Regions from separate parts of the Lactuca sativa genome. Here region 1 is linked to region 2. The links are chromatin contacts, called in public Hi-C maps. All regions are on one chromosome and are shown on one strand. Each heading gives the region's core, a stretch centred on a gene start, on an enhancer-like site or on the middle of the called end of the contact. The rest is flanking DNA. Distances are from core to core; before and after follow the strand shown.

The links. A called contact is a pair of places that touch in the nucleus more often than the background predicts.
Region 1: a contact with region 2 is called in a Hi-C map of leaf, with 9 times the contacts expected there. The contact joins the promoter of LOC111884274 here to the promoter of LOC111909947 in region 2. A contact is called at or near these places in 2 of 4 Hi-C or Micro-C datasets (both in leaf).

Annotation. Positions count from the first base shown.
Region 1 is chr3:179,696,307-179,702,778 of Lsat_Salinas_v11, reverse strand. It overlaps LOC111884274, which reads right to left and starts at 1,768. Exons shown (of 2, transcript XM_023880590.3): 1 at 1,353-1,768; 2 at 16-1,271. The coding sequence starts at 1,418. The coding sequence ends at 177.
Region 2 is chr3:179,303,087-179,309,186 of Lsat_Salinas_v11, reverse strand. LOC111909947 (glucuronokinase 1) reads left to right here and starts at 3,422. Exons shown (of 6, transcript XM_023905737.3): 1 at 3,422-3,892; 2 at 4,436-4,585; 3 at 4,707-4,895; 4 at 4,968-5,084; 5 at 5,164-5,324. The coding sequence starts at 3,665.

The DNA.
Region 1 (6,472 bases), core at 519-3,018, 400 kb before region 2:
CTATTGAAACAATAATTCGATCTACAAATCAAATATTATATAACGTCTTTGCGTTCTGATGAAACAATACCGGAAAGCGGGGAAAAAATATACAACTAAATCTCCCCAAATGGTTTAAAAAAAAAAAGACTATGTATCATTAAAACCCTTAAATCTAGAAAAAAAATACACTAATATTATCCTGAAACAGCTTCACGAACACAATTCCCAGGCAAAAGATACTTGTACTTATCGGCATGATTCAATAGATAAGAAGGAAGGTGAACACCCGAATAAGAATGAGGGATCCGACCCATTTTTGAGATAATATCCCTGAAAGTGTACTCCTCAGGAAGCATATCGTACAAGTCATCCCCATTGCAAATCACATTCTGAATTCTTCTCGGATCAAGAAAGTGCGAAAATCTCACTCGATCTGTATGGCTATACGCTTTCATCTTGAACACAAAATCACTGATTTTTCTGAAGCAAAAGCTACAATGCCACCCTGAATCCGCTAACAAGAAGTCTGTTTGTCTGTAATGAACGTATCTCGTTTTCCCCTTTTGATATTGGTGAACGGAGGCCCTCCAGCTGTCATGATCGACGTTGAATTCGAAGGAATACAAGTAATTGTTCAAGTTCAGATGAATCACCGGCGGAGGTCCGTCGCACCATCGCAAAAGATCGATGGTATGAGCACTCGGGATTTCATCGACGTCCGACATTATCAACAAATCACCATCTTCAATTCCGGCGATTCTGAGAAGATGATCGAGTGCCACTCGTTGATAAGCTTCTTCGATAAACGGATTTTCCCCCTTTCTAAATCGTCCGCCGATTGTCCCGTAGGTTAATCTAGTTTCAATGAAATCGAATTTTTCTCGATTGATGGCGAAATAGTGGGGTTTCGGGATGCTTGTGAAGGTGGAATTCGTTTCGAGAAGAACAAATTGAGTGATGTAAGGGTGGAGTTCTTTCCATCTGATTTTAAGCATGTCGACCTCGTTGTTGAAGAGAACAGCGTCGTATACTTTCCGGGGGTAATCACGGACTTCCCAACCATGGAGTTTGCAGAGCGACGCTATTGAAATGTTTTCATGATAGTAATGAGGAATGTGAACGAAAGGTTTTGGAGGAGATTGCCATAAAGGTCTCAAAAAGTAGGTTACTTTTTGTCCATGGAAGTAAATACCCACGAAACCAACTGGTATCACTATAAATAATACAAGAAGCGTCCGTAGATCCAGGGTTTGCATCATGCAACGAATTCGATCCATTCTGCTTACCTCCTGAAAATCCCAATTAACAAATCAATCAAAACCCCCAAAATCGAAACAAATTGAGATGAAATCGACGAAGATTAAACAAACCTGACTACAGACGTTGTCCCAATGGTCATCCGTCTTCTTATTGGAAGATGAATAACCATCAGGCATTACGAGGGCTCAAATCAAACAATCGGAGGATTAGGAAAAGTTGATTTGAGCCCTCTAAGAGGGCTAATTCTTTCTTCTCTTTTGCTGTAGAAATCAGCAGAAAACCTGATCAAATGCCTGCGTTTGTGGGCACATATGCGAAATTTTGAATTGAAAAAGTGGATTAGTGGAAAGTGTTGTGGTTAGTATAATAACGAAGTGAAGTGTCCTGAAAATCCGACCAAAATTTCAGGGGCTCGTGCTACGATAATGCTTTCAATTCGAGCCTCTAAATTATAGCCGTTTGCTCTAATCAATGGTTGTTTACTATAGAGAAAAATAGATACAGAATGTGTGTATATATAGTACGTATATGAGTATATGCTATATAGATCCAGACTGTGTGTTGACCAATAAAAATGAAAGATTAGCCCGTCAAACACTCTTGTTTCTTTTTGGAGATTAAATAAAGGTAATTAAAGAAGAAAGATTTTTAATTTTTTTTTTTCCTCATGGAGAAAGTGATATGATAAGGTATCTTCCAAAAAAAAAAGGTAGCTGAAAATTTCAATATCTTATCTAATTTTTATTTTATATAAAATTGTTTGGTAAAATTTAGGCGCACGTATGAATCGGTTTGGGTCGGTTTCGATGTAAAACCAAATTAAAATCAACATCAGTTTTTAAATAATTTCTTTTCAAATAATTTAAAATTGAAGCGAACCCAAATCAAAGTCCATCGGTTTGATTTCTCGGTTTAAACCTGTACCCAATTGGAATCCCGTGTAACGCTACTGAAAGATGATAAATTATTTTATAAAGATATGGAGGATGGATGTTTTCTTACTTTGGACGATATTGGATGCATACCCCCATATGTATTAACCATTGAACTATGCATTTGTTTTGGTTATATTTAACGGGAATAGGTGAATATATGTATACATATAATTACACAATAAACATATATATAACACCATCTGTTATACCCACCACTAACCACTTTAATGGTGAATGTCGTATCATTACCACACACAACCACTAAAAGGTTGGTATACCCACAACTATAACTAGGGATGAGCATATGACCCGTTGGACCGGACCGGACCGGAAAAAAATCGGGACCGGACCGGATATTCAGATTAGTGGGCCGGTTTTCGAGTTTTGTTTTTACCACTATTCGGACTTCGGGTTTGGACCGGACCGTACCCGGAATACGGGATTTAACCCGGACCGGACCGGAAAACTTTTTCACCTTAATTCCTTTTGTAGATATTTTAGAATATATAAATAATAATATTGACTTATTAGTTAATGCTATAAAGCTTTTATTGAAATATAAATTATTTCTACAAAAAAGAATGTATCTAATGTGATTGCGTATTAAAATTAAGTACCACATGTCTCACCAAATTGAATATTCTGTAATGTATCTATCGTAGTATTATTTACTAGTTTATAACCTGTGGAAACCACGGTTAATTCAAAATTATTAATCAATTATTTATATAAAATTTTAAATACATTATTAATTAAGAGATTTTTTTATTAGTTATGTAAAATTATAATTATTGATTCAAATAAATATGTGTAATTAATTTATCATATATATTAGACTCTTTTTATTTGTGAACTAATGAAAACAATAATATAAAATTTAAAATTTAAAATAAAGAATAAATAGATTGACAAATAACGTCACATTAATTAGGAGTTTTAATGAATTTAAAATGAAGAATTAATAGAATGACAAGTGGCATCATATTAATTAGAAGTTCTAATATTATGACACTTGGCAAAAGGACTACTCTTTTATTAGTATAGAGAATTTGATTTTTTTTTTCTAAAAAACATGAACATTTATTTACTATTAGTGTTTTTAGAAATTGTGAGGCTCGTCCATACGAGCGACAACTAAAAAAAAACCTTTGTGCGGCTCTTCCATAGTTCACGGCAGTGACAATTATTTTTTGGGTTTGGCCCTCCAACTCTCCATCGCATTCCACCGTTACAAAAAAAACGGTCAAATTCGGTCCAAAACCCGAAAGCCGGTTTAATACTTGGAACCAGATCGGACCGAACCCGGACCCGATACACACAAAAACGGTCCGGTTTTTGGGTAAGGTAATTCACGATTTTCGGTCTTCGGGTTTTCGATCTTTGGGCTGGTCCGGTCCGAGTCTTGCCCGTTGCTCATCCCTAACTATAACCCTCTTATTTTTTAATTTTTAAATAATATAATATATATATATATATATATATATATATATATATATATATATATATATATATATATATTGTAGAGAGAGATAAAGAAAGTTAAAGAGAGATAGAGAGAGAAATAAAAATATTGGACGTTGGCTTCCGTTATGTGCACCACAATCCACCACTACCACTAGTTACCACTAAGTAGTGGAATGATGTGCACTATAATGGTTAGTGGCCACATATACCACAGAGGGGCTCGTTCTTGATATACCAGATGACCATTGATAACAAGAATCGAACGTAAGAGATGTATATCTGTCACATTTTTTTCTGAAGTAATAAGAAGTAAGTTAAATATTTATTTAAAAAAAAGACAATGTCCTATTATAACATCCCTTCTTAGGTTCGATGGTGAGGTAATATGGTTTTTTCTTAAGTAATAAGAAGTAAATTAAGTATTTATTTAAAGAAAAAACAATGTCCTATTATAGCATCCCTTCTTAGGTTCGATGGTGAGGTGATATGACACTACATGAGGTCGTCGAACACTACACTATAAGATGGTGTGACTTATGTGACAAGTGGTAAGCCCCCACCCTATTTATTTTTGTTTTTTTTTTTTATTATTTATTTATTTTTTTTAATTTTAATGTTTTTAACATTGATAAAACCGTAAAACTGGTCCATGTGGTATGCATTTTCTTTTGGATTTTTGTCTAAATCTTAATTTTTTTGGCTTAATGCTCATTTTGATCATGTTTCTATGTAGTTTTGGCCATTCTGAAATTTGATATTACTGTAATACCCTTATTAATTTATTTTCATGTTTTATGTATTTTAATAGTTAAAAAAACATTCAAGGGCCCACCCTATCTCTCTCTCTCTCTCTCTCTCTCTCTCTCTCTCTCTCTCTCTCTTCTTCGAGACATATGCATCGATCCTCCTCAACCCACTTATCTATTCTTCATCTTCTTTGTGGCTTTCCCTATCATTGTTTGCTCTCTAATAATCACTAGCAGTATCATCGCTCCACAAATGCTCAAAATTTTCCACTCATTCAAAAATTATTAACCCATATGTAGGATTAAGAATAAATGACAAAATTCGAATAATAAGGATCAATGTGAATCAAACAAAATGGAAGACACACACGATCTAAACAATTCACAAGTTTAACTTCAATTAGCCTTGAAATAAGATTACAAAGTGGGTGTCACACCCCAAAACCAAGAACGGCGGAAACGTTCTGGGGTGGAGGACGTCATGCAAAGTATCACAACAATGCAAAGTAGTAATGTAACATCTCAAAAATCAGGTATACCTTGTGAACCTTCTTCTTTGAATGATTGTCATATTTAACCCTTGATAAGAAGATGTTTGGTTAGCAGGTACGCGGGGCGTACTGGGGTGTACGCTCAACGTACTTGTTCGCGTTCTGATCATGAAGGATTGCCAGGTACGCGGGGCGTACCCAGCCCAGAAGGGAAACCCTAATTCCTTGAGCCTCCCTATTTAAGCAACCTTATGGCCCTTTTGTTGGCCACCTTTCCCAGAGCATTATCATTCCTAAACCCTAAATCTCGTTCATATAGCAAGGGAGTGTCTAGGAGAGCTTTGTAGTGTGTTCTTGGCCATTTTGGAGCAAAGTGAAAGCCTTGGAAAAGGAAGAGTTAGAGCTCAAGCTTGTGGATCCGAGATTAACAGTGAAAGGAGCTTCATTTTGAGGTAAAAAGCTTCAAGCTTTACATCTTTTCTGTTCATACCTTTTAAGAGAAGTTTTAGGGTTTTTGTCCCCAAGTTGATAGCTTTATGAGTTAATGAGCTCTTAGAAGCCGAGATCTATCCCATGCTAGCCCATTTAGGGTTGTTATGTGATAAAAATCCAGTCTTGGTTGTCAAAAGTTGTTCATGCATGAGATATGGACGTCTAAAGGTTGGAAATGGGGTGGTTTGGGTGTTGGTGACTTCTACAGCCATGCAAAGGCTTAAAGTCACCGACTTTATGGATTAAGTCGTATTAGAGAAGTCAGATCTGGAATTTGGACGCAAGTCTTAACTGATTAAGACCCAAAAATCAAAGAAGACTGAAACTGGGAGTTACGTCGGGCATAATCCCAGTACGCGGGGCGTAGGGGTCGCGTTCCCCCGTTTATGTGAGGTTTCCGGTTACGCCCATAGTACATGTTTGGTACGCGCAGCGTAACCCGGAGAGGGTTGACTTTTGTTGACTTTTAGGGTTTGGTCAATATTTGGGTCGTTGAGCCATGGGAGGGGTACAATGGTCTTTTGTCCTTTTGAGAGTGCCAAGAGAGAGTTTAGTGTAGCCTTTGAGAGTGATATTGATTAGGGTGTTTATCCATGTGATTAGGCGGAGGCTAGACCAGATTTTAACGAGTCAGAGATTTACCGAGACACCCGAGGTGAGTCTTCTCACTATACTTTACCTTGAGTAGGTAACCAGAGTTATGAGATAGAGTATCTTGTGTGTTATCTATGTGATGTGTTGCACGACATTATTTCTATGTGACTTATGGCGTGTGTATATCAGAGTTAGGACCGGAAGGTCCACAAAGCTAGGACCAGAGGGTCCACAGAGTTAAGGCCCAAGGGCCCACAGAGTTATAGCCTCGAGTGGCTAATATGTGTTATATGTGCTATTTTGGGGAACTCACTAAGCATTCATGCTTACACTGTTTTGTGTTATGTGTTTCAAGTACTAGTGACGATCACGGCAAGGCGTCGGCATGATTCATACACACACACACACAGAGTTTTATATGTTCTTTTGATCTTGGGATATGTTTTATGAATTGAGATGTGATACATTGAGATTTTTATAATAAATATGAATGGGAATGTGTTTTGAA
Region 2 (6,100 bases), core at 2,173-4,672:
TGGTTAATAAAATAGCTACATATTTTTTGTCCTCTTGGAGGACATGGCTGAAAGTTCTTAGAGTATGGGAGGTTGCTTGTCAACCTCTCTCCTTTGCTCCCCATGGTTCTAAAAGGCTACCAATAATTTAGTACTTATTTGAGTTAAGTACTTAAAGGATTGAGACACTCAAGAATATAAGAAGAAAATAGCATTCTAAGTGTCTTAATCTTGATGGTGGATACTTGTATAGAAAATCATACTTTTTGAGTTGTCTATCTTCATCAACACCACAAATTCAAGTGTTCTCAAATGGCTTCAAAGGTTGTCATTATAAAACACTCTTTGGTTATTTCTTTAATATCATTCTAACCTCTATAATGGATCCTAGATTGTTTGGTTTTGTTATAAACTCAAAAATAAACTTGTTATTTAAAAGCTTCCATTGCGTTTTTTTGTGAAAAACTAATTATATTTTGTATCAAAACTCATCATAAAATGCACCTAACAAAAACACCATAAGTCTTAAAAAATTTGGTTGAACAAATATTATATTTGTATATTTAGGAAGGGTATATATGGAATTCTCAAAGAAAAAAATAGTAAATTGCAAAATTGGCCCCTGTGGTTTACCAAAAAGTGCAGTTTCAAGCCAATTTTTTTTCACGTACGGATGGTCCAAAACTTAAACTTTGATGTAGAATTGGTTCCTTGACTTAAATGGCCATCTAAAACATATGTTAAGTCTAAGGTCTCGTTAAAAGTTAGGGGCATTTCGTCTTTTTAGTTATTTTATTTATTTATTTATTTATTTCCTAGTCCATCTATATCCTCTCCGTCTCTACCTCCATCCTTTTCTATGTTTGCATCCCTTACCTCTCTCTCCCTAAAATCTGGATAGAAGGTCTAGTATAGGGATGGTGATGTTGGTTCTTTTTGTACATGAAGGTGGTGATATCCGACTATGAAAAAGGATAATAGTGGTGGGGTATGGTTGGGATGATGACAAGTGTAGGATTTTTAGGTATGGTGGTCGATGATAGTCTTTATGGTGATAGAGAAGACAAAGATAGGCCACCACCCAACACTTGAACTCTCTATGTGATGATTTCTTGCTTTAAATCGTTAATCTCCATTTACAATATATGTCGATTGGAATGTCGATTTGGAGCTGGATGCGAATAACTTGGAGATAGACTTTGGTTTAGGGTTAAGTTTTCCTATTTAAGTTGATGATAATCGTAACGGTGGTGACGATAGTTTAAGGGTTATGCTTGTTGATTATGTTGATGATTTCATCGTACCAAAGAGAAGAACGGAAGGAGAGTAAGTAGATCCCCAAATAGAAGATATAAATCACCAAATCCTATCTTCGGTGAGGGTAAATTTGTGGATCTAAAAATTGAATATATATCGGTATCACTGTGTTCATCTCCTACAACAACCATAATATCTAGAAACCCCATATGGAGGTGGAACTAGAAAGGCAGGTGGAGTCATTGGCGAGTCTATGTGTATAGAAGGTGGGTCACTTGACCCACCTTTTTTCCCATCTTTTATAAGAGATTATAAATAATTATAAATTGTGACTCATCTTAAAAACTTCGAGTGAACCACCTAAATGTTTTTGGCAACAAAATATATATAAATCAAAATTTCAAAAGCTCACATTTTATGTTTTAATAGGCACCGAAGTCATTTAAGGTATAATCCAATAAAAAAAATATTCCAATACAAGTTAAAGATAATAAGATAAATACAAGAAAAAAGAAAAAAAAACAAACAATAAAAAAAATTTGTTCTCAACACGTCGTTCTTCTCCTGCTTCAAGGTATACGTTGATACCGTGATACACAATTACACAAATCGAAAATTCCTCGCCGTCCGTCGGCCCTGACCCCACAACTAATATCAAGATACAAGACCTCATTTAATACAATTATAAATACTTGAAATTTCTTTTTTGGTTATACAACCCGACCCGAACTTGCAACTAGTATTTTTTTTACCATTTTTTTCGGTTTCACTTAAATAGTGAACCACATGATTTTACGTTCTAGACTCGCCACTGTGGAGTTGCAGAGCTTGTTGATAAGAAAATGGTTGCAATTGAGATTCGGGTGGAAGCCTTGAAGGCAATCAAAAGAGAGAGATATTGATGAAATTTGACGACCTAGTGTTAGTCTTCAAACGAAGACAACGATGTAATTAATGGATGGTGAAGCTTCCAAAGATGAATAGGCTTATCGAAGATGAAGGGTGGAGATATGCTGAGGTAGGGGTGAGCGCGGTGCGGTGCGGTTATTAGCCAAAACATCACCACTAACCGCAAATGCGGTTAATCAATTTTCAAAACCGTTTGGAGCGGTTAGGCGGTTATTTTTGTAGTGCGGTTTTGTTTTTTCTGTGTTGCGGTTATTAACCGCATGGATTTGGTGCGGTTATTTTGTGTGATTTTTAACCACAGTTTAGAGCTCAAACGGTTTTAAGAGTTCAAATATATTATGTGTAATAAAAAACCATAACGTATAAGACAATTAACTTAAATCACAAATAATTAATATCTTAAAAACGTCAAATCAATAGTAATTAACAATAAATTTCTTAAAATTGTTTCACCATTTTTCAAAGTTAAAAAAAAAAAAAAAAAAAAAAAAAAAAAAAACAACAACAACAACAACACTTTTGTCTTCTAGTATTTTATTCAACTTTCATTCATCAAACTTGTCTTATTTTTTATATTTAACATATAAATAATTAATAAAAAAGTTGAGTATAATATATGCGGTGCGGTGCGGTTTTTTGCGGTTTTTTAAAATTAATAACCGCACCGCACCACAAATTTGCGGTTTTTGAAAAACAGAAAACTACACCATCGGTTTTTATTGCGGTTGTGGTTTTTATGTGGTTTTTGCGGTTAATTTTAGTTGCAGTGCGGTTTTTGCTCACCCTTATGCTAAGGTCTGAGGATAGAGAGTATGTGTGTGCCATCGTCTCCATCTCCCTCGTTCTTTTCCGGATTACAAGTATGTATTCATTCTTATATTTGAAACCAAATCCCAAATAAAATCAAGAATCACGACTGTTTTGTTTCACGAGTTTCAAAAGTGGAACTAAGAGGTGGGTTTTCTGAGGCAGAGAGATATGAAGGAGGGTAAATGCGAAGACGATTGGTGAAGGCTTCTGAGGGTGGTGTTGATGGCAAAAGGTTGGTGGTGATGAGAGAGAGAGAGATTAATAAAAACAATAAATAATAGTATAATTTGAGAAAACTTATAAAATAATAAATATACCCTCACATGATAAGCATGTAACCAACTTAACCGATGAAAGATAAATACAATTAAGTCGAAGGACCAATTAAGTCGAAAGACCAATTCTAAGTGTGACCATAACTTTTTTGGTAAACCTAAATGACCAATTTTGCAATTTACTCCAAAAAAAAAAAAGTGAAAAATAAGCGAACGCATGGTGGGCGATATCGAAACTACGACGGTTATGTCACGAAATCAAGAATCCTTGTAGGCTCCTTGTAGGTTCCAGACGGAGAGAGAGGGGATGACAGATGCATGTATATCCATCTATCCGTTGAGATAGATACATCTTTGATTTCAACAAATTTCGCTACTGAAAATCACTTCAAATTGTGCGAAGATTTTGACAAACAGAAGAAGTAAAAATCAAAATGGAAGGAAATGGAGCACCACCACCACCATCGGCGGCGATAATCGAGCACAAGGCGTATGCTCGAATTGGACTCCTCGGTAATCCCAGCGACGTGTATTACGGACGTACGATCTCCTTAAACATCTCCAATTTTTGGGCTTCTGTTCGTTTGGAACCATCTTCAGATCTCGTCATCGTCCCTCACCCAACTCACGATCTCGTTAAATTCACTTCACTCTCTCACTTGGTACTCCTCAATTCGCTTTCCGCTTCTTCTTAATTGCATCGTTTATCCTTTGATTCCTGATCTATTATTTTACGATCCATTTCCCTATCTCACTCGCCATTTTTCATGTTAATTACGTTTTCGGACTTTCGAACTTTGTGGTTCTCGATCTGTGTTGTTGTATTTTAATTCGATTCGGTGATGAATATAAACGACGGATTTGATGTACTTCAATGTTGCTAAGATTGAGAACAGTGAATCGATGCTTCTCGAAATTATACTGTTGGTGCATTTTAACTTGTAGGAGTCAAATCCAATGAAAGTTCTCATCTATTTTTTACAAGTATAGAATTTCAGAAGTTGAATTTTAACGAATTTCATATTCCGTATTCAATTCGGAAGGTACTCTGCTTGATCCAAAAGGTCAAAATGTAGGCTGTTTTCTGCCATTAAACTGTAGTTACACTTACATCATTCAATTCGATCTGCTATATTTTGTTCTTACTCCTGAAATGAAATTCCTACTGAGAACTAGAATCGTATTCTCACACATTTGTGTTACAGACAAATCGATTGGAGAATGAAGGTTACTATGGAGGTGTACGCCTCCTCATGGCAACTTGTAAAATCTTTACCAAATACTGCAAAGAACAGGGGATCGATCTTCACAACAACAACTTTTCTATTTCATATGAAACCAACATCCCTCGTCAGGTAAATCTTTCAAGTTTCAACCATTTCTGTTATCTCTTCTTCATTGTATATCCAATGATCCTTGATCCCAAATCTCGTGTTATCATTTTGGAAATTCTATCTTACCCTTTTCATCTCTCAGACAGGGTTATCTGGTTCTAGTGCCATTGTATGTGCTGCCTTTAGCTGTCTTCTTGACTTCTACAATGTCAGAGACAAAATAGGAGTGGAGATTAGACCTCAACTTATCCTCAATGCAGAAAAAGAACTTGGAATTGTTGCAGGTTTACAAGACAGAGTAGCTCAAGTTTATGGAGGCCTTGTATACATGGTATTTGACATAAATAATATAGTTTTTCTTATAGTTTTTAAAGTATAATAATATAATGAAATCTATTTGCAGGATTTTGATAAGGAGAAGATGGATAAATATGGGCATGGAAATTACACAGAGTTGGATACAAGTCTTCTTCCACCTCTTTATCTCATCTATGCTGAAAATCCAAGTGATTCTGGAAAGGTATTTAAATAGTTAAATACAAGAAATAGCAAATTACTTCTATTAATTTGTTTATAAAATAAAGTTTTCATGACTTTAGGTGCATAGCACAGTTCGGAAAAGATGGTTAGATGGAGACAAGTTTATAATATCGTCAATGGAGGAAGTGGCAAACTTAGCTCTTGAAGGAAAAACAGCTTTACTTGAAAAAGATTATTCTAAACTTGCTACCCTTATGAATCAAAACTTTGATCTAAGAAGGTAAAACAAGAAATGGAAATGTACTTTCATTGATTTGTTTGTTATTGCATCCTATTTTTATTTCTTCATATTATAACATTATACTTTGAAAAAAAAATCTACCTAATTATAATTTATAGCAATAGGGAAATCTCCATAAGAATTCTTATATTTTGGCCTCATAATCGATTTTTGTCCTTATATATGTATTTTTTTATTCAATTAAGTCTCTAAAACTGACAATTGTATTCATTTTGACCTTTTTACCCGTTAAACAGGTCATCCCTCTTTCAAAGTTCACACTTTTGACCTAGATTTTAAAATTTATTATAAATTTGGTCAAAAATTTACACTTTCGGCCCAGATTGCAAACTTTTGTTATGAATTCACCCTAAACTTAGTTTTTTACAATTTTTTTTTGAAGTTAGAGTGCATTGTTACGAATTTACCCTAAGTTTAAGGTGAATTTGTAACAAAATTTTGCAATCTCGGCCAAAAGTGTAAATTTTTGACCAAATTTGTAATAAAATTTAAATGGGAAATCTCCAATAAAATCCCAATATTTTGGGTCAGTTTATGGTTTAATCTCAACATTTATTTTTTGATCAGAAAAATCCTGGTTATCTAATCTTATACAATAATCTATCATATTCTGTTGAAAAAAATTAGGATTGTTTCGTTAATTTTGGCAAAATATAAAATAATCATGTCTTTTTTGTTCAAAAAATAAAAATTGGCATTAAACCATAAACTGGCCTAAAATATTAGGACTTATCGAAAATTTCCCAATTTAAAAT